Regions from separate parts of the Zea mays genome. Here region 1 is linked to region 2. Evidence: chromatin contacts called from public Hi-C data. All regions are on one chromosome and are shown on one strand. The core of a region is the stretch at or near the end of the contact, and the rest is flanking DNA. Distances in the headings are between cores, read along the strand shown. Region 1 holds the start of LOC100273203 (VAMP protein SEC22). Region 2 holds the start of LOC103640775 (transcription repressor OFP13).

The links. A called contact is a pair of places that touch in the nucleus more often than the background predicts.
Region 1: a contact with region 2 is called in a Hi-C map of ear, with 3 times the contacts expected there. The contact joins the promoter of LOC100273203 here to the promoter of LOC103640775 in region 2. A contact is called at or near these places in 4 of 25 Hi-C or Micro-C datasets (bundle sheath, ear, endosperm and 1 more).

Annotation. Positions count from the first base shown.
Region 1 is chr10:6,540,434-6,547,165 of Zm-B73-REFERENCE-NAM-5.0, forward strand. It overlaps LOC100273203 (VAMP protein SEC22), which reads right to left and starts at 3,680. Exons shown (of 1, transcript NM_001147646.1): 1 at 2,656-3,680. The coding sequence starts at 3,562. The coding sequence ends at 2,921. LOC100191404 reads right to left here. Exons shown (of 10, transcript NM_001136838.1): 10 at 6,331-6,732. The coding sequence ends at 6,632.
Region 2 is chr10:6,002,653-6,008,647 of Zm-B73-REFERENCE-NAM-5.0, forward strand. LOC103640775 (transcription repressor OFP13) reads left to right here and starts at 2,443. Exons shown (of 1, transcript XM_020545946.3): 1 at 2,443-4,748. The coding sequence starts at 3,132. The coding sequence ends at 4,145.

The sequences.
Region 1 (6,732 bases), core at 2,430-4,929, 540 kb after region 2:
TGCCTTTTGTAGTTAGCTACTTGTACGAATATTTAAGCGGCGCTATTGTTCAATAGAATTTTCCTAATTATGTTGTTACATTACACCTCATGCTGGGTGCTTGCATGCGTCTTATGCATGGCTGCTCCGCTCCTGTCAGAATAAGAAATGGATCTTGTAGATTTTTTTATGGTAACAGGAGGGAGTGTGGGCTCCGGGCTCCCCTACTGGAATGGATTTTGTAGATAGCTGCCCTAGTTTTTAGTTTGCTTGATATGGTAATTACGAGCTCAATTTTCTACTTTTCAATGCGCTAGACAGTTTTATGCACAGAGTTCTCCATTTGCTTGGTACAACCATGACTTAATGTCTGTTTTTTAGTTTAATCTTACAGCTGAAATCTTGAAGGAAATGAACATTATTGTTATATTAGCTATATAACTAAAAAATTAAAACATGTGACTTTGTTGCTCCAGGTGTGTGCTCATTAATCATAGCTAAGTGTCATTACCATTAATTTTTTTCCTAACTATTCATTTTTCAGGCAGTGTTACTCTCTTGCTTTCAACTTCTAATTGTTCTATCAAAGTATCAATTCTGTCCTTCAGGTAGGTAGTTACTCCCTTGCTTCATTGTACTCTTGCTTGTATTCTCCTTACAGTAGGGATCAAATGAAGAATAGGTGGGACTCCTTAAAGAGAATGTTCACACAGTGGAAAACTCTTAATGAAAGGGCACTTAGATGCTGGTCGTCCGACAACAGAGGCTTCTGTTCAGTATTATGGTAGTCACTTTCCAGCGGCAGTCCCGGCCTCAGAGCAAGCCATAATTATATTGGACAGCACGGTTACACGATAGAGACTTTGATGAACTAGGACCTAATAGCATCAGTCATGATGTACCTTTAGGTGAGAGTAGTAGTAGCACATCTGATGAGTTAGACATGAGTGCTTTTCGAGATGCAATTGCTAATGCATTAGTGTCGTAGTTAAGTATGTCAATGTAACAGTACTTATGATGTAATCAACTCCACTAATTATTGTGTAATGACCTTTTGTTCGTTATGGGTTTCATTTTATCGTTTGTTCGAACAGAATCTGCAATATGAGAATCTGATTATCCAAACACGTAGATTCTCACGAACAGCTTTTCTGCACAGCTGGCGAACCAAACACCTAAATTCTAACCACCAGCTTTTCCCAACAGCCAGCTTTTCCCCACAGCCAGCTTTTCAGAAAAGCTGGTCAGAAAAAAGCCGAACCAAACACGCCCACAGACGACGACGCATGGGGGGTTGCTTCGCGCTGTAAGCAAACGGGACTCAAAGCGGTGGAAGCAAAAAAAAGAAAGAGAAGCGACGCGGCAGCCACATGCGGATGGCGGAGGACAAGTCTTCGAGTCTCGGAAAAGAGTCGCCGGTTTTTTTTTTTTTTTTGTTAACCTGCACTGCACAGCGTAAATTGAGTACTCCTGGTTTGGCCAATTGGCCGTGCCATCGTGTTCAGTAGGGTGGTCCACATCGCTCAGCTGCCTGCCTGCCTACCCAGAGGGAGGAGGCGCATGGTCTTCAGAGTGGTTTGAATTAAATTGAATCGAATCGAATTGGAATTGAATGCGTATCGTTCCGCTTCCGCAGCTGCAGGCCATATGGATGGGGGGCCAGGCCCCCACACGCGCGCGGATGGCACTAGCTCCATCGACACACACCGGCACCTGTCGATCGTCATTCATTGCCACCCCCACATTGAATATGCTCTCTTTTTTATATATTTCTTCGCAAAAAATAGTAAAACTTTTGCGCAAAGTTGAAGCACGACAAAGAAAAGGAAACGGTGCCACCGAGAGTGTACATCGAAGAAAGGAAAGAGCTTTCTTTTGGGAATGCAAAAAAAAAAAATTGCTACCGGCGGCACTTGTGAGTTGTGACTTGTCTACTGTCGCTCGCTACTCCTACTACTAGGCTACTACTACTGTATGGGCAGGAACAGATTCCCACGTCAAATTTCTAAATAATACTACTACTACTAAGCCGTGTACTCTAGTCGTGATTTTTTTTTTCTTCTTCATTTTCAGAAGAGAATATAGATGCTTCTACCACCTGCAGACTTGCACATGCGGATGCATCGGCAAACTGGCACAACTCCTACTAGTGTAGTACTACAAAACAGAAGGAAACCAGCTGACACACCACATGGTGAGTATATGACCATGCACGCCCAATATGGTGTTCCTTGCTGGCTAAGTGAAGCTACAGCTGTGTGCTGCTGTTGAGTGAGGATCAGAGACACACACAGACAGAGAGAGAGAAGAAGAATGATGAGTGCTGCTGGGCGACCAACCACCGCTTTGGCATGGGCAGTAGAGGACGATCACCACAGGAGAAGGAGAGTCCCCATGTGCTTGCTGTGTGTGTACTTCTACTTGGGGTTCCCGGCTTCCCCCACACCAAATCTGATCTGCTGGCTCCTTGCCCCCAAGCAAAACTCCAAACTCTACCTAGATCACGCGCTTGTTGCGTCTAGCTTTAGGGTCAAACGAACGAGGGATACCCCACCCATTCGCCAAAGACGGTCGATCTGGCTCCGAGATCAACGTGTGACCACTTCGCTGGCTGCGCCGTTAATTGCGATTGATCCTCCGATCCAAAATGTTTATTGACAATTGGAAGCTTCCTTTGAACAACAGTCGACAGAGCATACTAGTAGTATATGGAAAGGTGAAGGAGAAGATGAAAAAAACAAGGGGCTAGAACGAAAGGAATTTTTTTTACCCCTCCTTTACATCCCGCATCACTGCAGCAGCAGTAACGCCAGCAGCGGACAGATAGAAAGAGAGAGAGTTATTACCGCACCAGGCAACGGCAGGAGGTGGAGCAGCAGCTAGAGAGGTAGCCACCATGGTCTCTGGCTCTCTGCTTCCTTCCCCTCCTCTCGCTCCTAATTTAAACCTCGACGTGGCAGTAGGTGGTGGTCTGGAACCTGAACCCGGAAGCGCCGGGCGCGCCGTTGCCGCCGGCGGTGACGAGGAACGCGGGGCAGGTGACGAAGAGGTGGTAGTGGCCGGAGATCCAGCTGCCGACCTTCCACCGCACGCGGCCGTCGACCTTGACCTGGAGGACGAGGTAGCCCGCCTGGCAGTCCTGGCGGAGCGCGTCGGCGAGGTAGGGCGCGAAGGGGACGCCGGGGCCCGACAGCACGGGCGACCACACGTCCACGTCGCCGTGGCCCTGGTACACGGCCGGCAGCGCCGCGGCCACCGTCACCTGCTGGTACTTGTACGACGCGTACACGTCCAGCCGGTCGTAGTACACCCCCACGCGCTCGTTCGGGTTGCGCGAGGCCAGCGTCACCTGCAGCGTCGTGGAGAGGAGGGAGGAGGACGGGGTGGTGGAGTTGGAGAGGTCTAGCTGCTGGAGCGACGCGTCCTGTAGGTAGAAGCGCGGGTGCGTGGGGCGGACCACCAGGTAGATGATCAGCGCGATCACGCCCACGATCAGGGCCAGGACTAGGAGGATCGCTAGCAGGCGCCGGCACGACCGCCGCAGGTCGTCCTCGCCGTGGTTGCCGCAGTCCTTGCCGCCCATGGCTGGCTGGATGGATGGGGGTGAACGAAGGGACTGAGCGGAGTGGGTGCGCTGTGCCGATTTTGGGATCCGGCTTGGCTTGGGAGTTGGGAGCGAGCGTCTGTGGTTCTTCTTTGGCGGAATGGTATGGAATGGGATGGAGGAGGGAGGGGGAGGACGAAGAGAGGAGTGCTTTTGCAGTGTTATGTGAAGGTGCGTAATAAAGCTGGAGGGGAGGAGGGAGTTTTTAGGGCCTGTTTGTTTACCCCCAGATTATATAATCTGGATTAAATAATCCTAAGAGGCGAACAAACAGTCTAGCTTATTTGTCCAGATTATATAATCTAACCCCTTGGATTATAATAATCCATAAGCAAGTGAAGAGGTGCTTATTTCAGATTATTTTTTTCCCACTTCCCACTACCCTTTCAAGTTTCTTAGAAATTACCCACCATTGCCATTATAATATACCGAATCGTTTTTGCGCCTATCGGATCGGAGAAGCCCGCCGCCCAACAGAAACACGCCAGATAATCTGGGTAAACAAACAGGACTACTCAGATTATATAATCCAAATTATATAATCCAGATTATATAATCCCCAAAAAATAATCCAGATTATATAATTCATTGGGGTAAACAAACAGGCCCTTAATAGGCTGCGGGCTGCCAGTGAAGTTCCGAGGGGGGGCTTTTTTTCCTCGCGCCTGCAGTTCAACGTGTCTGTCTCTTCTCTTGTGTGCATTCTACTCTCTCTCCGTGTCTCGTAGCAGGTAGAGTCGTAGTCCCGTCAGGCGAAGCGAAGGGAGGACTAGTGATGATGACCCGCTGACATCATGCTACATTATTATTGGCTGCGGTTAGGATTAGGAGACTTGACGACGCACCCGGGCAGCAGCGAGCGTGCTTTATTAGTTGTGATCTCTCTCTCTCTCGCTCGCTCGGTCAGCTGGCCGGCCCCGAAACTAATCAAGGTTAGTTCGGTCGACTGCGATGCGAGTAAAGTACTAGTCGAAAGCGTAACGTTCCCATCCGTTCTTTCTTGCGTCGGTTTGGTTCCGTGTGGTTGGTTTGGTTGGGAGCAGTTTCACCATCTTCGCCTCTACTATACCACGACGCACAGACAGTACCGGCCGGCTCCTCGTTGCTTTCACTTTCAGGTGCCGCTAGCTTTTCCGGTCCGGCCGCACCACACACACACTCTCCAGTCTTCACTACGCCCCGCGCGCGCGCGCGCGGCAGAGATAGGGAAGGCAGAGTTGGCAGCCGCCGCCGCCGCCGCCGCGGGGAACCTGCACGCGCCATGGATGGGCGTTGAACGCCAAGTGCTGCTGGCATGGAACGGCGCCTGTAGCGTCGGCTCTCTGAGAGGAAGGGTGGCGGCGTGGCGAGCTGGGTACGTACGCATGTGGTTCGCGTGCTCTGGTGTGGTGGGCCGTATCTCCAGGTCGTGTGTGCATGTGCTCTGGGTCTGGGTACACGCACCCGGAAACAAGAAGCTTCTTCTTCCTGGTCATGAACGAAAACATCCAAACAACCGACCGACCGGCCAATGTCTCTCTCTCTCTATCTCTCTGTGTTGGGTACGGGGGTGGGGAGACGCGGCGTCGGCGACATCCACCCCCCGATCCCATGTGCAGCGCAAGCCAAGGAGGCAAGGACCCACGCGGACCGCCCGCCTGGCTGGCTGCAGCGTACTACACGCGCACCCGCACCGCTCATCTTCCGGACTGACTACGTGAGTGAGGACTGAGGACTGAGGAGGAAAAGGAAGAACGAGCCTCGCGTGTGGCGTAGCGTCCGGGCCGCGGCCGCTTCTCCGTCATATCTGGGGCTACCAGAGTACACCAGTACTACCGCGCGTAGTAGTACCTAGCCGTCTAGCGCTACTCATCTGAATTTAACGCACGCGCAGGAGCAGCCGCCCACCAGCATCCACATCCAGGGCTCCAATCACACAAGATCGATCCATGAATGGTGTTCCCATCCCACACAATCAAAATTAGGTTGTCTCCATTAAACCATACATATTATCACGCAAAACACTATTTCTTAGGTCCCATTTGTTTCACTTCATTTTAAAGAATTAAAATTTAACTAATAAAGTATACTATGTTTTTAGAATATAACATTTCAAGAGTTTCCAAAGTTTATATACAAATCTATTTCAAATTCATAGGTCAGAGACGAAAATTGATTCTATAAATTTACATAATACTTTCCTAATATACAACTTTTAGCATACTCTTTTATTTGCTTATCTATAGCATAAGTGTGGTGTATAATCATTTCTCTCATATGATTTAAAATAATATACAAATATATTACATATATAAATATATTGACTTAATTAGTTTGTGTCTAAATTATTATTATTATTATTAGATTAGAATTTAATTCCAATGAAATAAATGGGGCCTTATACTAATTAATTTGCTCTAAAGAAGTTTTTATAACATATTCACTCAACAAAAAGGTTGACTCAATTTACTCCGTCAAACTACTGAAAACGTTGACTCGATTTACTCCCCTAACGGACCAAGATTTCCTAACCTACCATTACCCACTGTAGTATAGATTTACTAGCGATGGTAAAGGAACCCACAAAAAGTAACTGCAACAAATGTAGCTCAACAAATGCAAGACAGACAAGAGTCGCAGTTGTCATTTCTGATTTCCTGTTAAAAAAAGGCTAAAACTCCTACGCTGCGTGACGCCGTGACACTTCAGACATCCAATATGAAGATCAACATCATGAGCAAAAACAACATATAATTGACTAGAAAATTATTAACTCCACAAATTGATATCGGGAACAGGATCCTGACTCATGAGGTTGCATATATGCCAATGTCTTCTCAAACGTTAGCATGGAACAGTACTCAGCCTCAGCCAAGTAGTAAAAGAACGTGAGTCCTTCGCGATACAGGTGTTGTGGAGGAGCCATAGTTAGGCTACATCAGTAGTTCAGTGCCATTTTACGGGCGTGCAAACAAAAGGGTAGGTAGTTCTTCTGTAGAAACATTTGACATAAGCTGTGGTACAAAACTTTACCTAGACAAGGCTTTTCCCTCCCTATACTGCTCTGTGTTAACTGCTTCTGTTCACCAGCTTAGTGTCCTTGGAAGAACTGACCCAACAATTGATCCAATTCTTCTTGTGTGTATTTGATGTACTTGTGAGGGTTCTTC
Region 2 (5,995 bases), core at 1,193-3,692:
TTGGCTCGCGAGCTACACCTTCCAAAATAATATTGCATTATATAGTAAATTAATAGTCTATAAATATGAAATAAATAATCATAATGCGATATTATAAGTAATCTAAATTATAATTGCCATATATTCATCATTAAAGACTGAGAAACGAGTTAGATATCTATAAACTATCCTATATCTATCATTATTATGTAGGCTGATTAATTTTGTGCAACTTGCGAGCCAAAGTGGCTCGACTCGGCTAGACTCGTTGCCCCCAACAAGCTCAAAAATTTGGCTTGGCTTGGCTCGCTCGATGCTCGCGAGCCGCTCCAAACCGAACCGAGCGACTCCGAGCTCGAGCCGACTCGTGAGCTTCGAACTTTTTTCCAGCCCTAAGTTCAGCTAACAGGCTTGCTAATTGTTCAGTTATTAGTTGTTTTAGTGCATCCAAACACCCTCATCTAATAGTCCAGATAACTATTAATTGCACCCTTAAGTACACATTACTTTATTAGATGGTAAAGCACAACTAAGAGGGTATTTGGTTTCTAAGAACTAATTTTTAGTCTCTCTATTTATATTACATTTTTATTCCTAAAATGCTAAATACGAAAACTAAAACTCTGTTTCAGTTTCCAACACACTTCTCTACATGCTTGTATGTTTTCTATTTCTTTAACTATCGATACAGACAAGCTAACCCAAGCTTGGAGAGCATTATCCGCATGAGGTGATGGGTTTCAAAGCCAAATAAAAAGCTGAACCTATACTTTGAACAATTCACATATTGAGCACATAGATAGCTGCAATATAATGGGGAAAATAAAATTATCATCACGTAACGTATCGAGAAATTTATATAGTAGGATCAAGGGTTTAGGTTGGAGGCTCAACAATGGCTACAAAAATACAATCAATTGATAGAGGTTTGGATCATGGAAGCGTAATACCTTGTGTGATGGATTGATAGGAGCGAAGGCTAAGTTTTCACGCTCAAAAACTGATTGAGCAAAAGGACCGACTAGATCCCCCTCTACTTTGATTTTGGTTAGAGCTCTAGTTGACATCCTAATAAATGTCTTGTTAGAGGCCTACCTAGGAGTTGATGTGTCGTGGTGTGGTTATTTTGCATGTCTCTCCATTTTTAATGAGTCATATGATGCTTTAAGAGTGAAGCCTGACAGTTGCGAGAAAATGGTAAAACTATGAAGTAGAATAAGGCACATGCCTAAGGGGGCTGCAGGTGGGGGCACTCTTCCCAAAAATGCCTGGTAGAATAGATCTACCATGGGCGCCAAGGATATTGTGTGTTTCAACCGTATTGGTCAACAATTACAACTTTGTGTAGTTATAATGTCGCATGACTCCCGAACTGTACAGGTCATGTGAAACTTTGGTTTTGCACCTGGTAGTTGAGAGACAGTGAGCGAAATTATATTTAAGTATGAGTATGATGTTTCTTATTCCTTCTACTTCCTCTCACAATCTGTCGCACTTGCCAAAAGTAATCTTTCTCCTCTTGCCTTCTTCATCCCATAGTACCATTTGTCCTCTCCTCATTCTAGCTCAATCGCCATAGTCTTGAGCAAGTAAACCCTAGGGCAACACTTATTGATGAGGTATGCTCTCCCAGTGATATTCGCGCAAGAACTAGAATGGGAAAATAGGCTAACAACAAAGGAGGGTTGAGATAAAATGAGAACGATGGCATGGCGACAAACCTTGTATAGGTGAGCTAGAAAATCCAAGGGGGCATGAGGAAAGCGAGCGATGAAAAGACCACGACCATACTACACCTCAGCTTAGTGGTGACACACATGATACACATGTGAGACGTCTCCATCATATTCTCAAAATCATCATGTTGAGAGACCCAGATAAAATTCAATCATAAAAGTTTGAATTAGCATTTAATCCACATCTCGTATAATACTACACCATAACATATAGTTTATTTAATATGAATCTTAAAACTTATTTAATTGTTTACATAGGCCAAGCCACGAAATAACTAACACTAACTAAACCATCTAAAGCCTCTCTTGCCCGCACCGCGGATTGTCTTCTAAATGCACCACGACAAGTGACCTGAGTCAACTAAACCGATCTCGAGTAAACAGCACGTCGCATAAAAATAAACTTACGCGCTTGGCCGACCAATCCGAATGAAACGGGGAATACATTCGTGCCATCAAAGCCTATTTGATAGGGCGATTTCCCAGAGTAGCGGGAAAACTACTAAATTTGGAGGCAAGCTGACGTGCTAAAATGTGGACTTTATTCGGCATTTTCAGCTGCAGCCGCTTCTGTCGCAGGAATACCGAATACGTGAGCAGAGGACTCAGCGGTGTGATGGTTAGAGCATCTCCAAGAGACTAGCTAAATGACCCACCAAGCTAAATTTTAGCTATTCAACAATAAAATAACTCTCTAACAGACTAGCTATCTGACTCGTCAAACTATTCAACTCTCCAAATTGGCTCCCTCACTAGCCAAATTTGGTTAGCCACCTTACTAGTGAAACTAGATAGATAATCTGTTAGAATGAAGATGCTACATATATAGTATAATACGTATGAAAAGATAAATAGAGAGTCAAATAGATAGTCAAAAATGAAGATTCTCTTGGAGATGCTCTTACAGGTGAATTTTGGTGCGAAACAACTTGCCAAATTTTGAACTTGGCATCCCTTGTGCTGGAGAAGCTGTGTCTCGTCTACCAAAAGAAAAAGGAAAAATGGCACAGTTCTCTTTGAAAAACAAAGGAAGAAATGGCACAGTCGTCTCTTGCGCCCAATGGCGTCCAGTCTGCTAATCACCATCTAATTAACGAACAGAAGCACAGGTACGGGCATCATATGCATGAGCCACGGGCCCACCCCCATGTTCTTCTCGCTTCCTCCCTTAATTGCAGCCAGCCAGCCAGAGCTTGCTTGCACGCGCTCAGCTGCCTCGCCTCAGTCCTCCTCTCCGGCCGCTTGCTGTTGCTGCTCCCACCCATCTCCTCAACCACCTGAGCTCCTCGCCCTCTCTGCCCTCTCTGGTCTTCAATTCGTTCGAGCTGAACTCGAGGGCAACAATTCGCTCCGATCCATTCCATCCACCCCGTCGATCCATCCAGCGGCCCTCCTCTCCCAGTCCCAGTCCCAGAAATGGGCAAGAACGGCCTGGTCTCCATCTTCTCCCGGCTCGTGGACTCCGCCGCCCCCACCTCCACGTCCGCCGCCGCCACGCCGTGGCAGTGGTCGGCCTGCGGAACCAACCCGCAGACGACCTCCTTCCGCGCAGGCGCAGGCGGCGACGACGACGAGCCCTGCTGCACGGCGACGCCGCCCACGGCAGCAGCAGCAGCAGCCAGTCGATCCGTCCACCGGAAGCCGGCTGCGATGGGCCGCGGCGCGCCGCCCGGCGAAATGTACAAGACGGTCAACTCGGTCTTCCTGGACGACCCCGCCGCGGACGACTTCTTCTTCTCCCTCGCCGGCGACGGCGACGACGAGGAGGAGGTGGCGGGGCTCTACCTCGACGACAACGACGACGACGACGGGTTCTCGACCACCACGGCGTCCGAGGAGTGGTCGGAGGAGGCCGTGATCCGCAGCCTGGGCCGCACGTCCACCGACCGCTTCTTCTTCGACCCGCAGCCTGGCCCGCTGCCGGCGTCCAACTCCATCCTCGCCACCACGGCCGCGGCCGCCGCCGAGACGCCGGCGAGGAAGAAGACGGTCCCGGTCCCAGTCCCAGTCCCAGGGCCGACAGAGGAGGAAGACGCAACGGCAACGCACGCGGACGAGGGCGACGGCGTCAAGAAGCAGCGGCAACCGACGACGGCGGCGGCGGCGGCGGCAGCGGTGTCGTCGTCTCTGGCGGAGCGCAGCGTGGCGGTGGCGGTGGACTCGGGCGACCCGTACGGCGACTTCCGGGCGTCCATGGAGGAGATGGTGTCGGCGCACGGGCTCCGCGACTGGGCGCAGCTGGAGGAGCTCCTGGCGTGGTACCTCCGGATCAACGGGAAGCAGCACCACCACCTGATCGTGGGCGCCTTCGTGGACCTGCTCCTCGGCCTGTCCACGTCCTCGCCCTCCTCCTCCTCCTCCCCTCCCTCCAGCACCGCCGCCGAGACCAGCACCACCACCACGAGCAGCACCAGCACCGGCTGCAGCTGAGCTGCAGCTGCACGGCCGCCGCCGCCGCCGCTACGACCACCAGCTGTGGCAGTGTCGCCGGCGACGCCGTCACAGCCTCCGCCGCCGCCGCCGCCTCCGGCCGACGTTCAGGTGCACGTGGTGGAGGATGAGGAGGCAGCATGCAAGCGCTGGCCCTGTACTGCTGGCAGCGACGACGGTGATCGGTCGTGCCCGCAGTCCGCGCCACCACCAGTAGTGCTCCACCCACTGCGCGTGGCCTGTCGATCGCTTGAGTAGATGACCTGCTAATCTCCAGACCTTTACCTCCTGGCTCCTGCAGCTGCTGATGGTTAGTGTTCTAACGACAACAGGATGATTAAATTAACTGGACGCTGTCACTAACACTCTCTCGCCATGTAGTACAGGTGCGCGTAGCAATAGTAGAGTTAGTAGTAGTAGGAGCAGTTGGTTGGTGCGGATCGAATCGAAGGATCCAATGCAATGTACAAGTAACTGTACCTGTACGTGTAGTGTAGTGTAGGTAGAGGGTTTCTCTCGAGAGAGGGAGAGAAAAAAAAATCAACGGTTTTTATTTCCAGTACGGGTATAAATGTATAAAGACCTTAATTTCTACTCCTGCCAGCAGCTCCGGTATTTATGGCAAATGAAACCGGTGGCCGCCGAACAACGACCCCTGCCAGCTGACTGAGCATAATTAATCGTCGGTGTTTGCATGCTATCACACCTCCAATCCCCGGGGCCTAGTTTAGGTTGATCTCAGTCTCAGGCACCGCACCGACCGGTAGGTACGTACGGTGAGGCCGACGACGACGACCGGTAGGTACCAGCAGCTGATGGAAGCATGCATGTGCGTGTATTTATGTGCGTGCATACTGAAACACCATACTCCTACTGAACATGCATATATAGTATAGTATGTATATATATAGTTGCACAGTAGTAGTAGTACTACTACAAAGCCATGATTAATTAGGCGAGTCATCGTCTGCCTGCCGAAGATCACAGGACCGGCGGCCCCCACCTGCCATTAATTAAGTGTGAGCAGCACCGCTAGTTCACGTATATGGGGCGGGGGCGCACAGCTGCACACACCACAAATTGTTGCCATCGTTCGAGTGAGGTCCCAGGCTCTCAACTTGCGGAGACGTGACAAGAGCGGCAGCAGGGCACAAGTGATGGATAGCGCGGTTTATTCGTTGCGTCCCATCGGATCGTCCGGTCACCGGTCCACCGACTCCGTGCAGCTGCAGCAGCGCCATGCATGCATCCGCTGGTTAATTAGGGTTGGACTAGCCGTTATCAGGAGCACAAAAGAAAAAAAATGCTTTTCATAGAGCGCAGCGACTGTTCACAAGTGTGTCCATGGTGATGCTGTGATACCTTGACCACGCTTACGTTGCGTGTACCGCGGAGGCGCCCTTTGCATGCATCGCCCGAGTCCGAAGCCACCGCACGCAGGGCCGCAAGTCACGCCGCGCTCCGCCTGCGACTGTGTGACTGCCTCGCGTGCTCTAGACGGTTGACCTGCACGGATCCAGTTCCGGTACCGCATCGATCTCGGAGAGGCGGCGCGGCGCGGCGCATTCATCCATGTCGCCATCGAGGAGGACGCAAGCCGCGCCCCCGGACCAAGACGCCCCGGTCCGGTCCGGTCCGGTTAAATTTAATTCTCGTCAGCTTGGGCTCCAGACCTCCAAATACGCTTGGTGGCTGGAGCGACGGAGGCCCAGAGTAGAAGAAGCACGCCCGGCCCAGCAGTACGTCCGCCGCCCGCAGTTGACCGGCTGCACGGAGAGTCGGAGACGGCGTTGGTAAAGGCAGCTCGTCGTCATCCTCGAGATGCGTCATCATGCGCTGCGCGGTTAGTG